Regions from separate parts of the Drosophila melanogaster genome. Here region 2 is linked to region 1. A link is a contact called in public Hi-C data. All regions are on one chromosome and are shown on one strand. The core of a region is the stretch at or near the end of the contact, and the rest is flanking DNA. Distances in the headings are between cores, read along the strand shown.

Region 1 (5,869 bases), core at 1,425-3,924:
GTGTGCTTGGCTTTATTTGTTCGGATTGTGTTTTTCCCCCCATTGTCGCTATTAGTTTTGATTACTTTTGCTCTTGATTGAGACTTTGATTGATGCAAGATGGACGGGCGAGGGCGGTGTAGGGGGGGGGGGTGCAGGAAGCAGCAGAGCTGCAAAGCAGAACGGAAATGGATCGCGTGCCGGAAGTGGAGGAGCTGAAGATCCATACTTGGACTTGTTCGGCTCGAAATTTCGCAATTTTCATAATTTATGCACTCGCTCATTTTCGGCAATTAAAAAATGTAATTCATAGCCGAAGTGCAACTTTTGATTTTGCAACGATCACTGCACTTATTCACGCCTCGCCGATCCGCTGACCAAGATTCTAGCGAGAATAAATCATGTCTGTAATAACATTATAATCAATTATTAATATTTAAGTGTTGTTCTGGTTTTATTATTGTTCTTGCAGCGCTCTGCAGAAAACATTAATTAGCAGCAAAAGCAAACAGTGCACAACGAAAATCTTATGAAATACGCGATTAAACTTGATTATTTTTACGATCCAAAAATGTAGAAGGCTAACCGTTTTTAAATGATTGTAACAAGATCAAAGGCAAGAATACACCGGATGCAAATTCAAAAGCGAAATGAATATAACTTGTATGTATGTTGACATAAAGGTTTTACAATCACTTTACAGAACTTATATCTAGTCACAGGGAAAGTCTTTAAGCTCGAAGAGAAATATTTCACCATTTATTCCGTTCCGTTGTCAAGTTCGTGTTGCATTTTAATGGCACACACGATGGATGGCCTAAAACTGGTTGAGAACGGTTCAAGCCAAAAAATCCAAAAACAGACGCGACGCGACTGCAATTAATTTACAATGCACAACGGCAACAACTACAGAACAACAACAACATGAGCAGACGGCGCGTGATCTATGCGATCAATGGTCAGTGGGGTTCCGAGTTGGCTATTCGAGGGGCTTTCGGTAGAGGGGGGGGGGGGCTCTACTACTTCAACCGACTGGCCAACGACAAGTGACCCCATTTTTATTGGAACCTCCAAACGTGCGGCGTTGTTGCTGCCGTTGCCGCTTGTTCTACTTTGAAATTTCACTTTTCAAATCCCAGCTCGTGTGTGAGTGTAGATGCGGCAAAACAGGCAGGCAAAAAAAAAAAATAATTAATAAGAAAAACATAAAAAACGTGCGAGCATGCGTGAGTTCAAAGTAATTTCTTTCCAAGTTCGCTGCCTAAGTCTTTTGAATGGAGTGCAGTGCAAGGCAGCATTCGATGTGCGGTACAATAATGCCTCACAAAATATTATGGGTATATTCCCCAAGTGAGACAGCCCCATCCACATCCACACAGCAACCAATGCCAGCCAGAGAGCAAGACCAAGGCAACAACATTGACGATTTAACCTCAAACTTCAAAGTGTCACTGTCATGGCCCTTTTTACTACTCCGCCGCAGTCGAGCCGCAGCAACAAAAACAGCAAACAAGCCATCCGTCGTCTTCGTGGTAGTCGCCATAACCTGTTGGCAATTCAGTTTATGACTTTTTTGCCCGGCACAGTGTGGCCAAAATCCATAAACTCATTATTTATTTTGAATTTAATCTAAGCACTTTTACAATTATAAATATAGTGAAAATAAGGTAATTTCATTTTTAAAATATTTTCTATTATTCTTCGTAATTGAGCTATAGCTTATATGATCACTTTAAAATTCCCATATATTTTCTATTTTTAAAGCTCTTTTACAGCGAAGCTTTCACTAAGGTTTTGCCCCACTGTTCGGGCTCACGTATTGCCACTAAAAGTGGGTCAGCATGAAACAAGCCAGAAAAAAGTAAAAAAGCGGCAGGAGCCACAGCAACAATACTAATACCAATACCACTACCAATGGCAACTGCACAGGCAGCAACAACAACGCCAAATCACGCTGACGAACTGACTTGAAAAAAAAAGACTGGCTCGAAGAAAGCACACACACTAGCGCACACTCACTCACACACACATACACTCATAGACGCGAACAACTTGTTGAATTGCCAGAGCTTAAAGCAGTTGTAAATTTATTTTTGGGGCTTGGCCTTTAGGAATTTATGTAAACTCGTCGTCAAAGTCGCAGGCGCTGGGCTAAAACAGCCAAAGGCCCCTTTTTGGGAGGCTGGGTGGGCGAAAGAAATGTTTAATGGGTTCAAGTTGCTAGTTTTAAATTTCATATTAAAAGTATTAATTATTTAAAGAATACAGAAATTATAAACCATATTCTAGGTTTTTAAACTTATTAAAGCTCTTTTAGGATTGTTAGCTTTGCTTTATAAAATGTTGTAAAATTGCCTAGTAATTATTATTATTATATATTTATTTAAACAAAATCTTATAATTCAAGTAACATTTGAAGAGCACAAATATCGAAAAGCAATATATAATAGCGAATTAAAATTTGAATTAATTTTTGATTTATATAAAATGTAGGTAATAACAAATTTAAATCACAAATTGAAATCAGAATTATGAATTAATTTGAAGTTAAATATGATTCAAACAAAATAATGATGTCACCTTCTAAGGGTTAAAGGGCTTGAGTCTCCGCTAAGTCATGCTTATCATGGTTCTGAACCTATCTTCATTCACGTGCGGTTCACGTTCGATAGTATCGCTGAAGAATCGCCTAACGTTCCAGCACTAATTGTTTTTTAAGGCCCGCAAAAATGGACATCGGCGAACTGCTGGCGTTTAAGGTAAATATATGGATAATACCAATGATATTCATGCACCTGGACCATTCCAAACTGTAGCCGGAACAGACGCCAAAGCGTCCGCACGACGACGAGGACGATGAATTCGATTTGGCGAGCTCGCACGGAAAACGGGGCGGTGTCGATGAGAAAACCAAACGCATGCGGCGCATCGCCGATGCCAAGGAGTCCGCACACTATGTCAAGCAAAGTGGAGGAGCCACCGGTGGCAGTGGCACTTCCGCCTTTGAATTCGATCCGGAACTGACAGAGGAGGAACGCCTGAACATCCTGAAGTACGTGGAGAACGAGGAGGCCGATGGCGATGTTCTGGATGAGCAGAGCCTGAAGAAACTGATACTGGTGTTCGAGAAGCGTAACTTGAAGAACCAGGAGATGCGCATCAAGTTTGCCGACAGTCCCGAGAAGTTCATGGACTCCGAGGTGGAGCTGCACACGGTAATCCAGGAGCTGAAGGGCGTGGCCACGGTGCCCGATCTGTATCCAATTCTCGTGGATCTGCACGGCCTGCACAGTTTGCTCGAACTGCTGGCACATCAGAACACAGACATAGCCGTGGCCGTGGTAGATCTGCTGCAAGAAGTGACCGATGTTGATATCCTGGGCGAAAGTCAAGAGGGTGCCGAATCCTTGATTGAAGCACTGAGAAAAGAGCAAATCTGTGCTCTGCTTGTCCAGAATCTGGAGCGACTGAACGAACAGGTTAAGGAGGAAGCCGATGGCGTGCATAATACGCTGGCCATAGTGGAAAATCTTACCGAAATCGATTCGGAATTCGTGAAGGAAGCCGCTGAACAGGGACTGCTCGCCTGGCTGCTGAAACGGCTGCGCGGCAAGTCGCCCTTCGATCCCAACAAACTCTACTGCAGCGAGATACTTTCCATACTTATACAAACGGAGAACGAGAACCGATTACTGCTGGGTTCTCTGGATGGCGTGGATGTGCTGCTCCAGCAGCTGGCTGTCTACAAGAGACACGATCCCGCTAGCAACGAGGAGCAGGAGTACATGCAGAACCTCTTCAATTGCCTTTGTTCCGCTCTGATGGCCCGCGAGAATCGCGATCGTTTTCTCAGCGGCGAGGGTCTGCAGCTGATGAACCTAATGCTGCGCGAGAAGAAGATGTCTAGAAATGGATCGCTCAAGGTGTTGGATCATGCCATGGCTGGCCAGGATGGCAGAGACAACTGCAACAAGTTTGTCGAAATTCTCGGCTTGCGCACCATCTTCCCACTCTTTATGAAAACCCCCAAGCGCAACAAGCAGCGCCTAATCTCCGCCGATGAGCATGAGGAGCATGTGACCTCCGTAATCGCATCAATGTTGCGAAACTGCAAGGGCACACACCGCCAGCGAATGTTGGCCAAGTTCACGGAGAATGATCACGAGAAGGTGGATCGCCTGCTGGAGCTGCACCTCAAGTATCTGGCCAAGGTGGAAGCCATAGACAAGGAGATCGATCAGCAGGCTAAGGTACGAAATGAAGTTTTATGTGTAACCATAAACTAATCAATTGAAAACCAATATCATGGCATAGGATCCCACCATTGATGAGGACGAGGAGGCGGAGAATAACTATATAAAACGACTGACCGGCGGGCTGTTCACGCTGCAGCGCATCGACTACATCCTGCTGGAGGTCAGTGCCACTGGCGACACCGTCAAGCAGCGTGTACTGCAGATCCTTAACTTGCGCGGCGCTTCCATGAAGACCATTCGCAGCATAATGAGGGGTAAACCACAAATGGAATGCCCAGTAAAACTTAGATGTTCAAATTTCAAATTCATTCACAGAATACGCTGGCAACCTGGGCGATGGCGACACCGACTGGCGGGAACAGGAGCAGAACCACATATTATCTCTAGTCGATCGTTTCTAAGGCTCAACACACAATAAACAAAACATAAATATTATGAAAATCTTTAAAAATGTGGCGGGTCAGAAGTTTACATCTGAAATTTGAGATTAAAATTTTGAACAATGAAACTTTTGTGGCAAATTTGGATTTTGAATTTAAACAATGGCTTCCTTCTTTTTGATGGTGTAAGTCTCAAACACATCCGGCTCGATCCTGCATTGTTTATTACAAAATTTGTATCCCTTTACTTTTTACCTTTCTTTTCGCAAATGTCTTTCTTTTCTTCCTTTTTCTTTTCCTCTTTTTTTGTGCAATCAGATTTCTTGTCATCTTTCTTCTCCGACTTCTTGCCACCTTTACTGTCGGGCTGTTTTTGATCTTTCTTGCAATCGCCCTTGCCCCTAAGGTGCAGTGATTAAAGTTAGTAAGACTCTATTTAAAAATGAACTAAAACGCACTGTTTTAAGCAGTCTTTGAATAACGCAAAAGCCAGGTTCGGTGTATGATTGTTTGGTGTTTTAATTTAAAGCAAACTAAATAGGATAATACACAAGATGATGGATCTGCTTTAAAAGCAGGGTCACATTTCAATAAATAAAATTTAAATGAACTTTTGCAAAAATCACAATTAAAACGTATTTTCATTTCCATTTTCTATTATTCACGTGCAATTAATGTTGTTGACTATTTAAGATACAATATAGAAATTGTTTAGGTGCAAAGAGAACACTCAACTTGCTCGATTATTCGAATTATCTATGACATATCCTTAGGACTTTAAACAGCTTTAAACTTAACATTTTTGCAAAATTAATTCATCAATTGTTCGACCGATCGTTACGAATACATAATGCTCTAACTACGAACCGATGGCATAGTTTCATTGAGTAGTTTACGTGTGGCTAGAGTAAATGTTTGGTTTTGGTTCTACTTTTTTGTCGACTTTCATTTTGTGTCTGCGTGTGCTTATGAGTGTTGACTTAGCCGGTAACTGATGGAGCTATCTACTTTTGGGCATCGGGAATCTCGAAGTTCACGTCCATCTTCATTTCGCGGGCCAGTTTGACGATTTGCGCCAAGTGCACGGCGAGATCGGCAGCCTTATCTAGATCATCGCGGGCCAGAATCTTCAGTCCAGATGTACGAATCAGTTCGCGGGCCTCCTTGACTTTGGTTCCCTGCAATGCAAACCAGTTTTGTTTAGCATATCTCAGCAAGTCAGATAAATGCATCCATGAAAACTCACCTGAAGAC
Region 2 (5,869 bases), core at 1,086-3,585, 48 kb before region 1:
GCTTAACATTCCAGTGATATTTCTGAGAAATAAACTTAACAATTTAGTTTTATGTATATGACGTGGTTTTTATGTAACATGTTTAATTCGAAATGGGTTTCGTCTATTTTATTTTTAGGTTCAAGTAGTCTTTGTAATGATTCACTACCAACCTCTATCTAAAAACCTTTAAACGTTCGTGGATAACAATAATAGCATTTCTTGCAAAGGTTTACTTATCAGAAAAAACTATGCACTATTACCGACGGCAATGGTAATGAAAATGAGTAATGTCCCTTAAAATTATAAAAAAATGTAGTGCCAACAAAAACGATAAGCTCAAGTTCATTTAAAATTAATAAGTAAATCTTAATTTCTCAGTGGGGAAATAAAACAAAAACCTTTTTCAGCTTTTAAAGTTACAATTGGCGTAACAATGCATAAAATGAAGGCTAAAGTAAAATTAAATGAGCATGTTGGATTATCGGTTTATGTTTCAAATAAAATATAAAATATCCACAATCATGTCTCAAGGTATAACTACATTTATGTGAACTCGACTTTTAACGTATTTTAAAGCATGCTTATAAGTAATATTGTATAACACATTTCCATGGAGATATATAATTGTATAGATGCATCAAAGGCGTTCGCAACAATCGGATTTGTTTCTAGGTCTCATCGTCTTGCAGCTCAAGGAATTGTGTGCAGATGTCTCGACTGCACTCGCCTTTATTGTTAAATAGGAATTTATAATAGTGGCCGTCTGCACAAATGGCTGTATAAGAGAACAAATGTCGATTAAAGAAATCTCAGGGAAGGATCCACTCCATTTCCAACTTACCCACAACCGAATTAGGATCGGCGCCAAAGGCACATACACATCGAGGTCCCTGGGGTATTGAAAACTTGACAAAACTCCACTGGCTCGAGAAATACTTGGGTATTATGGGCAGCGAGGATTCACGGGGCTTGTTGTCCTCCAGGTTGAAGACGTGTATGGTGCCATGATCGGAGGCGACGACCACCATTGTGGACTGGTGGTTAAAGTTGATGCAGAATATGTTGGCGTGGTTGCTTCCGCGCCTCAGCTCTGATACCTTCTTGCCACTTTCCGTATCGAAGATACGGATGAGGGTGCCCTTTTCCCCGGCGGTGGCTAGTCGCGTGCCTTGCAGATTAAGGGCAATACAGCTGATACCAGCCTCGTGGGCGATCACCTCAAGCGGCGCCCGCTCTGTGTTGGCCAGATCAACAATTTGAACGTGGCCAGTTCGACGGCCGGGGAATGCGAGGAGGCTCTTATTGCTGTGCGGGCACAGCACACACAGCCCGTTGGGATTTGAGCTGGTCTCAAAGACGTGCAGCTGCTGTGGTTGCTGAGTGAAGGTGAACACCTTAATCACGCCCTCCAACACGACCACGATGCGATCCCGACGCAGTCGTACCGCCCGCACGGGCTGATTGAAGTCCAGCGATATGGCCGGGGACTTCTTCAGGTCATCCCACACGATCACCTTGTTGGGCGGGTACAGCGGCCGGATGCCGCCTCCAACCAGGGCTAAGTAATTGCAACGAAACAGCATCTCCACATGGCTGAGACCACCTGAATCGGAATTGTAGACAATGGAATTTGTTTTAGGCCGTGGGAGTCTCCCGCACTCTTTTTTTGACAATCATACCCTCTGGAAAGTATTGGCGCTCCTTCTCCTTCAGCGGATCACAGTTGTAGACCCGGAATCCGGTGTCCGTCGCGCACGCGAAGCATCCTGCAACGCAAAAGGCCAGTTATATTATACCGATAAGGTGTATCGTGTATATGTAAATAACACACATCCGCACATATGTACGTACCTTGGTCTTGATTGAAGGCTGCGTAGAGCAGCCCGTTTCCATATGGGTTTTGCTCTGTGAGGTTCATTGCACTCTCCGGGGATGCTGGAAGCCCGGGCTCTGGTGATTTTCAATACAGTTGCTGGGCAGGCAGGAAAACAATTGCTCGGACGGCGGATGATTGTGTTTTTTCGTATAAAAACAATGACACAGTGTTGAGTATCGTCGAAAAGTGGCCGGGCGGTGAATCGATAACTTTCAATGAGGAAAGACGATCCGCTAAATCGGGATATTTTTGGGTTTAAGAACTTCTTGCTATGAGTTTTTGAGTAGTTACGTAACACAAAGAAACATTATAAATAATCTGCAATGCTGTTTTGGATAAGGTTTTTTTTAAAGCTAAAGATCTAGCTATTATCGGTAGTATCTAGATAATTAGATACTGCCAGCATCACTACCACCCACAATCCTTCACTATCGACCGACGGGTATAATTTTGCAACACTGTCCAAGATGCTCCACCTCCAATTTCACAGAATAACAAAAAGGAAAATGGTCGCTTTGTGGAACGGATTCCTGTAAAAATTGAATATATGCTAGCGCACCATGGAGTTCAGTGCGGATCTGAATGGCTTCAATGAGGACTCCATCGAACCCTGCCGGACTTGCGGAATTTACTTTACCATGGGAATGGACATGGACCAGGCGATTGTGAAGCCCATTTTCGGTTCGGATGACGCCGCCGTCGCAGATATGGCGGAGATTCTCGAGCAAATGAATGATTGGAACATAAAGGTTGGTAGTAGTGGAATCGTACTATGTGTACCTAACTTATGTCCCAAAGGTTGCGAGGGAAGACGGACGACCGCAGTACATGTGCATCGCTTGCATTGCCGAGTTTCACCGGCTGATTAAATTCAAGCGCAGCTGTGTGGAGACACAGGAGCAGTTCGGCGAGCTCGAGTACCAGCGCGAACATAATGGCATCGTTATTAAACGGGAAATTGAGCCGGAGGAAGAGAAATTCTGCGGATTTATATATCTGGATACCGACGAGGAGGATAACAGCGACGAGGACGGTAGTAGACGCGTGTGTGCCGTCTTCGACATACCGCATGTGCCCATTAAGGAGGAACACATGGCCCGAGTGCCATTACAGAACAGTGACAAGTTTCAGCCACCCGAACCCAAAAATTTTGCGTCGCCAGTCGACTCCAGATTCGACATGATAGACAACGATGCGTTAACGTCCGGCATGTTAGGACCGTCTATTGAGGATCTCTCCGGGACGGTCGACGATGGCACCGAAGATGAGGAGGAGGAGGAGGAGGAGATAGTCAGATTTACATACGATGATGACAACGATGCGGCAGCCCCGCTTCCGCCCCCGCTTTACTCGCCGGTTGTGTGTTGTAAGCTATGCTTTTACGAATCCCCCGACCAGGATGCGCATATGGAGCACATGCGCCGCACCCATCTCCTCAAGGACTGGGAATGCCATATTTGCGGCAAAAAGTTCACAAATGCCCAAGAATCGCGCATCAAGTTTCACATCAAGTATCACAAGCTACAGCGGCACGTTAAGTGTCCCGTTTGCGGGTTCATCTGCAGCTCCAAGGAGACTCTCAAGGAGCACAAGCAGGCAGTGCACGTACGCACAAAGTGCACATACTGTGGAAAAAGTGAGTTCAATATTCTCACTTATAAAACTAATTTATCGGATTAATCACATTTACCTTTGCAGCTGTGAAAAACGCCACTCTACACGCACATTTGAAAAAGCACTTAGAAGGTCAGTAAGAAGAATTACAACGGTTTTATTTGTTTATAACTTTACACTTAATGCCCAGAGGGTGAAGCCGAACTTGCCCAGCAACTGAAAAAATTGGAGCAGCTTCCAGTTAACCTTCAATCTCAACATTTATCTTCACTGGAAAGCAGTGTCGCCGAAGTCACCACGGCTTCTGAGGGCTCAAATATTCCTGGGGAATCCACTGTTCCTGAAGATTCTAATGTAACCGAAAACTCCAGTGTTCCTTCAATAGAGACTTCCAATCATGCGGACATTCAATGTCCAATGGGCCCACCTGCAAACGGAGAAGTTCCTGATGTAGCAGATGTAGCTTCACCGTCAACCGAGCCAACTGAAAGTGTCACTAAGTGCTCATATTGCAGCGACACATTCGAGAAGGCCCAGCAGCTGCAGGCTCATGTGCTGGCCACTCACACACAGACAAGAAAGAGGCGTCGCTCTTCAGACAACCAGTCATTAGTGAGAAAGACCACGCAGGAAATACCTACGTCGCCCATTGCAAAGATAACCAAGAAGCAAACCATCGAGTCCAAAGAAAGAGTCGTCCTAGAGTCTTCTTCTCAATTAGATAGCACTGCCCAGCAGGAGAGCAGGACTTCAGCGACCTCTAATGACAGCTCTCCTGTCCAACAGGTGCCAGAAAAAGCGTACATCTCGTGCTACATTTGCGGCAGATCCTTTGACTTAAAAATTAAGCTTAACAGACATCTTAAGCAGCATAAGGGTTAGTATCGTTTCTAGCGTATAGCCATTATTCCATATTAATTTCATTTTTCTAAAAATGTAAGAGTATTGTGCATCTTATCATTTTCCACTGGCCTGCCAAATGCAAACGTTGAAATTTGTTATTTAAATTTTCTTATTTTTATATAATTGGTTGGCGAAGTACTTACATTCGAATTTTAATGTTTAATAAAATAGAAACCATTTTGCATTTGCCTTTTATCCATACAGAGTTGGAAAAATGCAAAGCACATTGGTTTTTGTATTGCAAATAAACATGGCCCTTCTGGTTTCATCTGAGTTTTATTGGGTCTGTATATATATATATATATATTATTTTTTATAAACTGTTCCATAAAATTGGTTGCTGGATGGGACATCTTATCGTTGTCCATTATATTTACTTAGTACAAAGCAATATTTGCGATCTTTCTGCTTACATAGATAAATTACAAGTGTTGTTTAAACAAAATCGAAGAAAGTGTAACCGGTAAGGATATTCAACGTGGTTACCAAGCCTCTCCGCTCCTGAGCCTCCTAGTTGCCACTCCCTGTGGCCGTCTTGAGAACCGTAGCCGGTATTAGTTTTGTAGTCAGCGTTTTTGCTCCTGTTTCGCCGGCTGCCGTGGTCACAGAGATTTTTCCTCCTACCGCTGCCCCACTTGCCGATGCTGCAGCCATGGGTATCACTTTTAAGCTGGACAGTGGCTTTAGGTTCATGCCCTGCAGTCCCGGTGAGAAGAAGAGCTGTCCGCCGTTGCCTTGCACGGCGAAAACGAGATTGTTGCTAGGCGTTGCCGTCGCTGTCGCAGCTGGAGATGCTGTCGTGGAGCTGTTTACAACGCTGCTGTTTGCTGTACTAGTGATTTGCTTGTTGGCCACCAGTACGTTCTTGGCCAAGCGCGGTCCTATTAGCAGCGTTTTGGGTGCCGTCGTTATGCCGCTGGTGGAAGTAGTTCCACTATTACTGGTGCTACTGGCTAATCGCAACAGTTGGTTGCCCATAATGACAGTCTGAACGGGTGCGCCGGCACCTCGAGCGGAAATCTGAAAATTTAACATTGAATTTATAAATAATACTATTCGCCTAAAATCTCCCCAAATAACTTACCGCTCCCTGAAGCTTCACTGTCTGACCTCCAATCACAATATTCTGAGTTGTTCGCCCGGCAGCATTAGTCGCTCCCGTTCCCGCAACTACAGTTCCACCTGCTCCACTGCCGCTTCCCACTGCCGCTGATGCAACTGCTGTTGTCGTCGTTGTGGTAGTCTGGGTTGTGGGCACACTACTACCGCCAATCTGTTTTAATGTTTTGGCGTGGAGTAGTAGTGGTTTTCCCGGAAGCACAGTAGTTTTTCCAATAATTTTGGGCACCACAGTCGACGCGTTTCCAGTTGCCGGAGTAGTACTGGTGGCACTCACAATTCGTGTCATCGTGGGTAACTGCTTGGTCGTCTGGTTGGGACTAAGTGTAATCACATTTCCCGCCGAGGAAGTGGCCAACTGGAAGATGTTGTTGC

Evidence for each region. Hi-C and Micro-C count contacts between places; a contact is called where the count stands out from the background.
Region 2: a Hi-C map of the S2 cell line shows a contact between it and region 1, with 2.1 times the contacts expected there. The contact joins the promoter of E(var)3-9 here to the promoter of CG11964 in region 1. A contact is called at or near these places in 21 of 107 Hi-C or Micro-C datasets (the Clone 8 cell line, the Kc167 cell line, the ML-DmBG3-c2 cell line and 9 more) and 2 of 6 datasets of contacts at active chromatin or transcription factors (the Kc167 cell line and the S2 cell line).

The regions. Positions count from the first base shown.
Region 1 is chr3R:8,941,825-8,947,693 of dm6, reverse strand. It overlaps CG11964, which reads left to right and starts at 2,674. Exons shown (of 4, transcript NM_141590.4): 1 at 2,674-2,738; 2 at 2,796-4,229; 3 at 4,294-4,489; 4 at 4,551-4,740. The coding sequence starts at 2,709. The coding sequence ends at 4,636. It overlaps ScsbetaA (Succinyl-coenzyme A synthetase beta subunit, ADP-forming), which reads right to left. Exons shown (of 9, transcript NM_141589.4): 7 at 5,862-5,869; 8 at 5,624-5,793; 9 at 4,667-5,016. The coding sequence ends at 4,860.
Region 2 is chr3R:8,989,415-8,995,283 of dm6, reverse strand. E(var)3-9 (Enhancer of variegation 3-9) reads left to right here and starts at 2,335. Exons shown (of 4, transcript NM_141595.3): 1 at 2,335-2,607; 2 at 2,657-3,494; 3 at 3,557-3,604; 4 at 3,663-4,639. The coding sequence starts at 2,419. The coding sequence ends at 4,354. It overlaps CG11975, which reads right to left and starts at 2,031. Exons shown (of 4, transcript NM_001275465.1): 1 at 1,834-2,031; 2 at 1,662-1,748; 3 at 824-1,585; 4 at 72-757. The coding sequence starts at 1,900. The coding sequence ends at 651. CG11970 reads right to left here. Exons shown (of 4, transcript NM_001300314.1): 3 at 5,460-5,869; 4 at 4,635-5,395. The coding sequence ends at 4,886. It overlaps CG31100, which reads left to right. Exons shown (of 6, transcript NM_001275466.1): 6 at 1-55.